Regions from separate parts of the Muntiacus reevesi genome. Here all the other regions are linked to region 2. A link is a contact called in public Hi-C data. All regions are on one chromosome and are shown on one strand. The core of a region is the stretch at or near the end of the contact, and the rest is flanking DNA. Distances in the headings are between cores, read along the strand shown. Region 1 holds the start of CXCR6 (C-X-C motif chemokine receptor 6). Region 2 holds the start of CCR5 (C-C motif chemokine receptor 5). Region 3 holds the start of XCR1 (X-C motif chemokine receptor 1).

Region 1 (3,924 bases), core at 1,171-3,670, 340 kb before region 2:
CCGAGGCGCGTATATCTGTCACCTTGCCCACCCCTGCCACATTTGGCCTGGGCACCTGCCTTGCATACAGCTAACGTGGTTTTCTGTCCCTAATGTCCTCAAGAACATGAACAAGGTTTGCTCCACTTCAGAAGCAAGCAAGAATGAACTGGGGACCACGGGCAAGGACGCCGCGGAAGTCCCCAGCAAGGTGGTCCAGGGTCCACGCCTGCCTGGACGAGGGGTCACAGTGGGGCGCTCTCCAGCTTAGTATCTGCAGCTGGGATCTACGGTATTTTCCTGTCACAAATCAAAACGCCTCTGCCCCTTACTTGCTTCTATAACTTCAATCCTGCCAACTGCCCGGGGAGCAGACTGCTGGCCGCTCAGGTTGTCTGAGGAAGGCATGGAGCCTAGAGAGCCTCCTGGCCTGCGTGTCCTGCTGACAGCCTTCCTCAGAGGGCCCACCCACCCCTCGCCACGCCAGGCCAGCAGTTAGGAGTGCTGCTCGGCCCGTTACACGGGGCCTCCTGTAGACTGGAGAGGTCTCTGCTTTACAGTTGCTCTGCCCAGTACAGTACAGTACCATTGGACTCGTGTGGCCGCTTAAATTGAAGTTCATCAGAATTAAAACAAAACTCAAAGCTTGGCTCCATGGTTGCGGGGGCCACATTCCAAGTGCCTGATACCTACACTTGCGTGCCGGACACTTGAACACAGGGCACGCACATCATTCCTGAAGGCTCTGCTCAACAGCTCGGGTCTGGAAGGAGAGGCTACGCCACACGGTGGGCCACATTCACTGTGGGGCTCGGGCGCATTTTACTTGACTATTAAATTCTTACTAGTTTTTCTTTTGGTTTTGGCTTCCTTTTTGCTACAAAACCAAGTGAAGAAGGGCGCTCTGGTTTTGATGTCTGATTACTTGGTAACTATGGGCTGACCGAAACACGCAGACCCACATCCCTGTTCTCACAACTGATCCGCTGCCTGCTGTCCTCTGGTTAGGCTGCTTTTCTGAGGGTCTTTCCACTCATCTTCCATAGCCCTCACCACCTACCACCGCCTGGCAGGTACTCCTCTCCCAGCAGCTACTGCCCCAGCCCTGGTCCCAGAGCTGCCGCCGGAACCAGGGCTCTGGCTCCAGAATGTCAGGCATTCAGAAAAAGGGAATGGGTTGAGTCTGACCCCAAGAGAACCTGTGGGGGGCACAGCTGCCATGGCCCTTTTATTCTTCCCCAATTCTGTTCAGGAACTGTTTGCATGTTCTGGGGAAAACCCAAGACATATGATTGGGTACTTGCCGTCAAGAAGTTCAGTTTTGTTTCAAAGAAAAGCAACCGATACTCCAAATTGGAAGACAACAGAAATAAAATTCTGGCCCTCAAACTGGGAGGGGTTCTAATTTAGTTGTGAGTTTTCCACTGGAGAACTTTCCACTGGAGAATGCTTATGACAAGTACAGTCATGCTCCCTCTGAGATACACATCTCTCCTCCCTCTCAAGCACATACGCGGTCACGGAGGGCACCGGGCTGTTTTTCTGCAGGCAGGACATGCTGAGGGGGACAAGCACAGCCAAGTCAGCGTGCTTGACAAGGTTCAGGCCCTTCCGTCATCACCCTGTGAACTGGGCCTAAGGGACACGGTTGGCTTGTTGCTGGGAAGAACCCATCTCTCAAAGCTCAAAGACTCCAAAATGTGAGGCTGGCTCCCTGTGAAGGGATGTTTTGTTGAGAGAGACGGGCACTTCAGGATTTGGTTCAGCCTGTTCACTGGTGATCCTAGCCATGAGAAGCAGGGCGGTGAGCACCACCTGAGTGGGGTGGGTTTAGGAGGCAGGGCTGCATTGGGTCCTCTGGCAGACCCATCACTAGAAGCTATCTGGCCCACTGGCCTGGCGATGATAGACACCTGGGCTCGCATCCTGGAAGTGGTAGTAGTTGGCTGTGAGTCCGCGAGGGTTGTTCTCTGGCTATGGTCCTCTGTATTCCCATCTATAAAATGGGATAATACCTACTGGCAGGGTTGCTATGGGGATCAGGGCTGTCATGTATGTTGGAGGTGCACACACACACAGAACCCAGGCCATAGCATCAACTTTGCATCGGTCCAGACCTAAACTGCTCCAAAGGAACATACGACTAGTGAATGATATAATTTTAGGGTATAAATGCCTCCTCCTTCAGTGGACTACCAGTGTCAGACCTGAGCATGGCTCCCCTTCCGCTTACAAATGGAAACCCTCTCAGATCCTGGTCAAAGGGTAAGACGCCCGCCAGGATGCGGGTGTTGAATAGCATTGGAGCTACTGCTTCATCTCTTTGACTCCCAAATTATACGGGTGCAGGCTGGGTCATGTGGATTCTGACCTGCAAGATGGGGGAGGGCTGGGTCTCCTATCATCGCCAACTGAGGACTCTTCACAAGTACTCAACGGAAACCCAGACCACATTAGAGACAAAGGCAGACCTTGCTGCTGTGAGCAAACTTGTCTGATTAACAAACTGAAAGAGCAGCTCTACCGGTGAGTCATTTATCTTTTTCTTTATGCTTAAAAGAGGGGCTAACCCACATTTTGGGGGGATTCTCAGAGTCCTGCCTGCAGCGTGGTACAGTATCAAGTGCCCAGGTTTGGTTTGAGCTCTTGGCTCAAACTTCAGCTCAGCCACTTGTTGCCAGAGGGCTAGTGCAGGCTAGCTACCCATGTTTGTTCACTGACTAATCTCTTTTCCCTTTTTTTTTTTTGTTTCTTTCCCATTTTATAGGACCGTTGTTATCTTAGCTTATGGTTTACTTTCTTTTACCCACGTACATCAATACACAACTGTAACAGCTTTTGCAAATACAGAAAATTTTAAAGGAGGAGGGGAAATAAGTCACTACTAATTCTACTAGTCAGGGGTGAACTGCTGATAAAATGTAATTTTTGTATGTTTTAAAAAAAATTTTTGCCAAAACCATAGAGCTTATCATAGGTTCTTAAACAAGGTCCATAGAATATGGAACAGAGGGATTTAGAGTTCATGAATCCCCACAACTGCAGGCATGTATGTGCATCATCACTGAGGGAAATGCTGTGCAGCTTTTATGAGACTCTCAAAGGGGTTTCTGATCAAAGACAGTTGAGATCATGATCAATTCCACATTCACTGTCATCTGTTCATTGTAATAGTGACAGCCAATAGTATTTTGCATGTCTGCTTTGTGCTTACATTGTTTTGAGCAACTGAAATGTATTTTGGGGGGGCAGGAATTGGGAGACTGGGATTACATATACACACTACTATATAGCTGCATAGCACAGGGAACTCTACTCAATACCCTGTAATGGCCTGCATGGGGAAAGAATCTCAGAAAAAGAGAGTGGACATACGCGTATGTGTAACTGACACACTTCGCTGTATGGCTGAAACCAACACGGCACAGTAAATCAAGTATGCTCCAATAAAAAAAAATTTTAATGCCCTGCATTTTCCAAAGTCAAGAGTGCTTCCTAAATGTTTCAGTCATATTCTATCTCATTCCTAAATTATATTTTGCTTATTCATTATAAAATATTTACTATTTCCAAAGTTGGATATATTATTATTTTTTTAATTTTCACAAATCAACCTAGGACTTTGGTTAGAGAAAATAAAGAAATGAGTGCTTTTAACATTTCTAGAAGGGAAAGTAATTTTTAATACTCTATCTGCACACAACCATGCAGTCCCAATCTGTTAAATACTGTTTAAGTTTACCAACTGTTACAAATGAATTTGCAGGGGTCCTCTGAGGAAACTGCAATGCCAGTGTAATGTATTTTTAAAAGGGAAGAGTAAGTCAAGCAATAATGGAGATGTGACATTACTTTCAACATCACGTTCTAAATGATAAATATGCTTTTGCCCCCATGTGAAGCAGTAACACATACACACCATCGTTTGACCCACTTAACTTAGCA
Region 2 (3,872 bases), core at 343-2,842:
AGCCATTAGCTTCTCCCTTTCAGCCTCTGCTTTGCTGACAAGGGCCCCAGGAAACCAATTCTATTAGAATTTTATATAATAAATCTAAGAAAGGATCACTGAATGAGTACGAGTCTGATGGTTTTTTGAGTATATTATATGTTGCATTCTCAACTTGGATGTCTCAAGCAATCCTCCCAACAAGCCCAAGGAGCAACCACCATTATTCAGCCCATTCCACAAATGAGAAAGCTGAGGGTAGGGTCAGGCTTTGAGTTCAGGCAATTGACTGCAGAGGCCACTTCAACAGGTTTGGGGTCTTCTCAGATCACAAGTCTGTGTTGGCGTGTGTTTCTTAGCCTGTGGCGGAGGAAACAAAAGCACGCAGAGGGCCCTCCTGTGGCTCAGGGCTGGCTCTCAGTTCTGTTCTATGTTCTCAGTTCTGCTGTCAACAATTGAGGTTTTTAGATAAGTAACCAACCACCAAGGAAGCCTGGGGTGACTGCAGATATTGAAATAGAATCCTAAACTTGACCCTTTTCTTCTGCCACTTGCTGCCTGTTTCATGCTGAAAAACTCTCAAAGAAATTCCAGACAGACTGTATCCTTGGAGTGTGAGGCTCTGCTACCTATGTCCCTGGCATAGGACAGCTACCCACAAATACCTGCTGCCTTGGAGGGCTGCAAAATAGTGGATGAGGAGGCTAAAGTTTCATAATGATGTGCCCCCAAGGTACTTGAGCTGGAGAAAGATGGGCAACATGTTTAGCTCACGGGTGAATATACAGTAAAAACCCTTAAGCAACCAGTTATTGTAGTTTGCAGAGGAAAATAGTATTGGGTGGTGAATGTATGTGTGTGAGTTGTGGGAGGAAAGAGGGGGTAGTGGGGAAGTGAACAAAGTGGGGGGCGTGCATGTTCAGTCCATCAGTTGTATCAGATTTCTTGCAAACCCACGGACTGTATGTAGCCCACCAGGCTCCTCCATCCATGGATTTTTCAGGCAAGAATACTGAAGCGGCTTGCCATTTCCTCCTCCAGGGATCTTTCCAACCCAGGGATGAAACCCACATCTCCTGCATCAGCAAGCAGGTTCTTCATCACTGAGCCAACTGGGAAGCCCAGGTTTAAGAGGGATCACAGGGTTAATGCGAGATGTTCCCCCCACTTTAAAGTCAGTTTCAGCTGGCTTCCGTGAAGACAAATAGCAAGTGGGTCAGAATCTCTCACCCTTGGAGCCTCCCCATTGATAAGCCCTGCAGTCTAGTACAAATCATTTGCCTCTTGGACAGCAGTTTCTTTCAGTAAAACATGTGGCCCTTTGACTAGATGCTCATGAATGTTCTTACAGTTCTAATATCCTTTAATTCCTTCTTTTTTCTAACCATTTGGGTAGTTGGGTGAACTGAGAAGCAAAAAGAAATTGCATAATCAGGGAAACCCATGAATAAAGTTTCAGATTAGAGATCTATTTTCTAGTCTATTTTAAGCTCAATTTAAGAAAAAAAAGAAGGCTGTTCTCTGATGATTTTTTTTGCACAGCCAGATAATTATTCAGTGAAACTCCGCCCCCAACTCAGAAGAAACTGTGCATTTCCTACTTTTATGCTGTCTATATGTTTGATTTGCACAGCTCAGCTGGTCAGAGGAGTTGAGACATCCGTTCCCCTACGAGAATCTCTCCCGGTAAGTCATCTCTCAGCTAACTTTGCCTATTTCTTAGTGCAGCTTGAGTGATGAGTAAAAGCCTTTACAGGAAACCATAGAAAACATCAGAAATATACCAGGTGCTCATTGAACTATCTTAAAATATAATCTTTAAGTAAGGAAAAAGAGTTTAGAATCAGTTTCAGACTGTGATAACATCAAAGATACAAAACAGGATTATGAATGAAAGACTATAAAAAGCCCTCACTTTTCAAAAGAAAGATACTTTCAGAGAATAATCACTGGCCAAAACTTTGACAGACATTATCTTTTGGTGAGGAGAAGTAAAACCTCCTCAGCAGGATGCCCTCTGAACATGTGCCCCACCAGAAGCTGTGTCTAAGTCTCCTTTTATTTCTGCCAAGAAAAGAAGGAAGCCTGAAAATTGATCAAATTAATAACAAGTTATAAATATCAAATCAATTTTCATAGCACATCTAGTGTATGATTCTTTTTCTGGCTCAGAATTTAAAGGTGAGATTTTTCTGTGTGCTTTTCCCAGCTGCTTAATCTGAGGTACTGGGAGCTGGAGTCTCACAGGGACTAATTAAAGAAAATTCTCAGTCAAGCGGTGGGACCTAAACAGACCAGGCAAGTTAGTGGGTTGTGAAGGAACTAAGCTAACACAGGATGCATGCGAGGAGATGAAACACTGTCCACTTGACCATTTCTTATGTACTGGGGGAGGCCGTCCTTAATCATAGCAGCTCAGAAACTACAAACTTCAGAGAAAATGTGAGAATGGCAAGCAGGATTTCACAACTGGCTGCTGGCTCCTATGACCTTCTCCAGGGACGTGGGCATCAGACTGTTTCATTCTGACTATATCAATGCTCCAGGCTGACAATCCTGCTTGTAGTTCTCTCACCAAGGAGTGAAAGACAGGGACCATAGCAGTTAAGAGTTGCAGGCTGCACTGCCTGCCTTCAAAATTAGTTGCTTACTCCCTGTGGGTCTTTGGGGAAGTTATTCATCTTCTCTGTGCTCTGAGGTTCTTATTTGCAAAACGGGGACAATAAACCTGACCTGCCTCACTGAGTCACCTTGAGGATTAACTGAATGAATGAAGCTTAGAACAGTGCTTGGCAGGCAGAGTGCCCTTGAGAACTGTTCATTATCACCAGCAAGCTCCTAATGATGCTATGTGTAAGCTAACTCCAGGGATGACAGCTTAAGAACAGACATGGTTGGACAGTTCCTGACCCAATTTCTGGACATTGTTATCACAGCTTCATTCACTCCACGTGGCTACGCAACATCCGATTTTATTTGGTGAGATGACTGATGTGTTCCATCTAGTAAGCAGACAGTGTCAGTCGCTCAGTCATGTCTGACTCATATGACCTCATGGATTGTAGCCTGCCAGGCTCCTCTAACCATGGAAATACTAGAGTGGGTTGCCATTTCCTCCTCCAGGGGATCTTCCCAACCCAGGGATCGAACCCAGGTCTCCAGCATTGCAGGCAGATTCTTAACCATCTGAGCCACCACAGAAACCCAGCGCAGAGAAGCTAGCACCAAACTGATATAAAAAGTTCATTGTTTGACCAAAAAAGGTACTTCAGTTAAATGTAGAAATCTATGCATCAATTTTTAAAACCTACTGAAGTATTGCATTCATGACGGACTGCTAAGGACATTCTAGGACTTTATAAAACAGCTCTTCTTTATTTACAGAGTCAAGCAAAATGGATTATCAAACATCAACTCCCACCTATGACATTGATTATGGGATGTCAGAGCCATGCCAAAAACTCAACGTGAGGCAGGTTGCAGCCCGGCTCCTGCCCCCACTCTACTCGCTGGTGTTCATCTTTGGTTTTGTGGGTAACACGCTGGTGTTCCTCATCCTGATAAACTGCAAAAAGCTGAAGAGCATGACTGACATCTACCTGCTCAACTTGGCCATCTCTGACCTACTGTTCATCATCACTGTCCCATTCTGGGCTCACTATGCTGCAGACCAGTGGGTCTTTGGAAATACAATGTGCCAGCTATTCACAGGGTTCTATTTCATTGGTTATTTTGGTGGAATCTTCTTCATCATCCTCTTGACAATCGATAGGTACCTGGCTATTGTCCATGCTGTGTTTGCTTTAAAAGCCAGAACAGTCACCTTTGGGGCGGTGACAAGTGGGGTCACCTGGGTGGTGGCTGTGTTTGCCTCTCTCCCAGGAATTATCTTT
Region 3 (3,857 bases), core at 1,321-3,820, 260 kb before region 2:
CCTACTTCAGTGTCTAGAGTGTAAAAAGTCACCGAGGTCGAAATCCCTGCCCAGCCACTTTCAAGTAGACGAGTGTCAAATATTAATAATTTGGAGTCCATGTTTCAAAACCACCACATGGAGATTTGGGGACAAGTTCCTGTAGGAGAGTACATGGGCTAAGTCTTGAAAGGCAGGAGTGAAGAGAGAGAGCAGAGGGGAAGGATGTGCTGTTCGGGGACCAGCAAGTGTAAACAAAGGGGATGGGAGGTCTCCAGGCTGGGTCAGAGGACTCTACTTAAGGCCCGAGAGGGGAAGATATGTGCTGAGGGGGCAGTGGGAGATGAGCAGGAGCCAGAGACCAAGGCCCTCGGGTGCTAAGTTCAGAAGTCTAGAATTCATCCTGAATGGAGAACTAGCAAAGGGTTTTAAGCAGAGGAGTAAGTGGAGTAAGTAAGCAGTGGATTCACTAGGATGGTCTTGGCTGTAAGTGACAAAACACAAGACCAAAGAGGTGTAAGTGGTGGAAGCTGTCAATTTCCCATAGGGAGGTAATGCTAGGGTTGGTGCAGTAATCTGGCAACATCATCAAAAACCATGGCCCCTTCTACCTCAGGTACTAGCCTCAATGCCTCTGTAATATCATTCCTCATGCCTGCAGGATACCCGCTATGGTATCAAGTATCACAGCTTTGTGCAGCACTGAGGGCAGGAAATAAGGAAACATGTCTAAACAAGCAGCTTTTTACTGGGGGCAATTTTGTGATGTCTGGGGGCCATTTTTGCTCATCACAGCTTGGGGAAGCTACTGACATCTAGCAGGTAGAGGCCAGGGATGCTGACAAACAGAACAAACTCCTACAAAAGAAAATTAACAAGATAGCTATTGTGTCGAGGTTGAAAAACCCTGGTCTAAACTGACTCAGTGCGCTTAGTTTATATGGGGCGGTGGATCTGCCTTCCCCACTGGACCTTTGGAACTAACAGCCTGCTCAAAGATTCAGTTTCACAGTTTAGCTGCTGAGGGACCTGAGACACTGCCAGATATATCAGTGTATTATAAAGCTACAACCATGTAAATTTTTAGATAGATTGAAATGTAAGAAATGAAAATTAAAACAACCTGCAGGACAGAAATAGTTATCAGATGGGGAATGAACATACTTATATATATTACATATAAATACAAATACAATATACATATAGTTTTCACTACATGTCATTTGAGAGGGGCATTATTATTGCTCAGACATTGAAATGGTTTGCAGGACACAGCTCTCTCTATCCTTAATCTTTAGTTCCTGGAATTTCCATTCCATTGTTGTAGTCAGTATAATGTCTTCTTTCCTTTCGATTTTCCGAAGCAGAATTTGTTGGACTGGCCTTGTTGTGATGGGGGCAGTGGTGGTGGGGAGGGGCGAAGAGACTGACTAAAAAGGCAGGTGCTGCCAACATAAAAGAAATTCAGCTTGTGTACAGGCAACCCAGAACCTGAAATACCTCTATTTCCGCTAGAGGTTTCTGGTTTGACCTAATTTTTTCAGAGATATGATGCTGATTTGGTGCTTTTTTTTTTCTTCCTAAACAGCTTCCTTTTCCTGGTTTTTTTTTTTTTGTTGTTGTTGTTGTTGTTGTTTTATCATGGTCCCTGCCATTAGCTTTGTTTTTTGAAAATGAGAATTTGAGCTCCACTGATTAGGTGTGGGTATATGTATGCCATGGGCATGTGTGTGTGCTTGCATATGTGTGATTGTCTGCCCCTGTGTGTATATGGTGGGGTGGTTCATATAGATTTCCATATCAACACAACTTAGCGGACAAAGTTCTGGGCTCCCTCAATGATAAAGATGGGTCTCCTTTCAACCCATCCTCACTATGTGATCAACAGTTGAAGATAATATAATTAAAAATAGTAAACCCACATACTGTGCCTAGAAATCTTCAACAAGTGAATTACCAGAAAATAAAGAGCACCCTTTTCAATAATCCAAGGATCAAAGAGGACTCAAGAGGAATTAAAAAAAAAGATGAATGGGATAAAAATGAACACACAACATCAAATTTTGTGGGACACAGTTAAAAGCAGCACCGAGAGGGAAATTTTTAGCATTAAATGTTTACATTAGGAAAGAGAAAATATCTCACATAAATAATCTAAGAACTTAAGAACCTAGAGAAAGAGACGCAAAATAAACTCAAGTAGAAGGATAGAAAAAATGAAGAGAACTGATAAAACGGCAAACATACAACCAACAGAGAGACGAAACAAAAAAAGTAAGTTCTTGAAAAGATCAATAAAAGTGATATGCCTCTAGAAAGACGAACAAATGAGAGACGCGCTGAGGCAGCGGACGGCCGGAAGCGGACTAGCTGCGCTCACCCGCGCGGAGAGCCGAGGGCTCAAGATGGCGGCGCCCCGGCGGCCCCGGGGGGCGGTGAGCTGTGCATACCTGGCCGCCCAGCCACGCCGTGTTCTTGCGGCTCCGAGGGGGACGGAAAAATCAGAGCTCCGCTGAAACTGAGAAGCCGGCTTCATCATTGCCTTCGTCGCCGCCGCTGCCTCCTCGGTTGTTGACGAGAAACCTGGGCTTGGGCCTGGCGGAGAGCTCTCTCTGTGGGACGCAGAAGACAGCTCCTTCTTAGTCGCGCGCCTTCGGGGCCCCAGCGGCGCCAGTGAGAAGCCCTCCCTCTCCCAGTACCACAGACGGCTTTGCATAAATCCACCCGTTTGAAATCTATCAAGCCTTGTTAAGCCTAGCACAACATCATGTAGCACTTACAGGAATAAAAGGACTCATGATATTAGGATTACCTAAAAGATGGGGAAAGAGTTCTGAGTTGGAAGGTGGAAAATCAGCAGTGAATTGTAGCACGACTCCCGTCGCTGAGAGATTTTTCACCAGGTCAGCCTCTCCGACGCCGAAGCACGCTGCCTGGTATCCGAGAGAGTGGCTAGATCCCCACGTGGCGCCGTTAACGTCAGACAACGTAGTAAGAATTTATCCTTTGCGTGACCCCAGACACCGACTACGGCCATCCGACCTTCAGAAGCAGAAGGGGAAAGCCTCATACTCAACAAAGGAAGGGCCTACACCGCTTCTCTGGGAGAGACGGCACTTGCATTTGACTTTGGGCCACTGTCAGCAGTCCCGAAGCACATAGTTGGATAAAAAGGCAAAGAAGAAGCAGCGGCTTCCTCCCTGTACATCTTATGTGAGAATGAGGAGACTTTCCTTACCCATGTTAGTCTGTCGCACAGCCCTGGGGCTGTGGGTAAGCTATTGGGCCCGTTGCCCATGCATCCTGCTAATGAAGAGAACTATGGCTACGGTGCTTGTGCTGGGCTCTGCTTACCATGTGTCGCCAACAACCTGGTGATTACTACTGCGTCAGGAATGTTTCATCTCTGCGTTGTGCTGGAGGGGTAAGAAGAAGATGACCAAACCTCAGAAAAGTCCTGGGATTCCAGGGCTGACCTCATTCCGTCACTGTATGCATTTGAGTGTGTTGAGTTGGAACTTGCTCTGAAACTGGCATCCGCAGAGGGTGAGCCCTTTGATTCTGACTTTTCTTGTCCAGTCAAACTTCACAGAGATCCCAAGTGTCCCTCAAGATACCACTGTACTCATGAAGCTGGTGTACATAGTGTTGGGCTACCTTGGATTCATAAACTTCACAAGTTTCTTGGATCAGATGAAGAAGACAGGGACAGTTTACAGGAACTGGCTGCAGAACAGAAGTGCTTTGTAGAACACATTCTTTGTAGGAAGCCACTGCCATGCAGTCAGCCAGCTCCTTTTCGCGGATTCTGGATCATCCCTGACATCCTGGGGCCAACAATGATCTGCATCACCAGTACCTATGAATACCTCATCAGG

Evidence for each region. Hi-C and Micro-C count contacts between places; a contact is called where the count stands out from the background.
Region 1: a contact with region 2 is called in a Hi-C map of blood, with 7 times the contacts expected there. The contact joins the promoter of CXCR6 here to the promoter of CCR5 in region 2. A contact is called at or near these places in 2 of 3 Hi-C or Micro-C datasets (blood and muscle).
Region 3: a contact with region 2 is called in a Hi-C map of blood, with 4 times the contacts expected there. The contact joins the promoter of XCR1 here to the promoter of CCR5 in region 2. A contact is called at or near these places in 2 of 3 Hi-C or Micro-C datasets (blood and muscle).

Annotation. Positions count from the first base shown.
Region 1 is chr4:111,264,107-111,268,030 of mMunRee1.1, reverse strand. It overlaps CXCR6 (C-X-C motif chemokine receptor 6), which reads left to right and starts at 2,420. Exons shown (of 2, transcript XM_065935407.1): 1 at 2,420-2,505. The region is part of intron 14 of FYCO1 (FYVE and coiled-coil domain autophagy adaptor 1); the gene reads right to left.
Region 2 is chr4:110,927,428-110,931,299 of mMunRee1.1, reverse strand. CCR5 (C-C motif chemokine receptor 5) reads left to right here and starts at 1,592. Exons shown (of 2, transcript XM_065935397.1): 1 at 1,592-1,665; 2 at 3,364-3,872. The coding sequence starts at 3,375.
Region 3 is chr4:111,186,174-111,190,030 of mMunRee1.1, reverse strand. It overlaps XCR1 (X-C motif chemokine receptor 1), which reads right to left and starts at 2,570. Exons shown (of 2, transcript XM_065935405.1): 1 at 2,430-2,570. It also overlaps the pseudogene LOC136167490.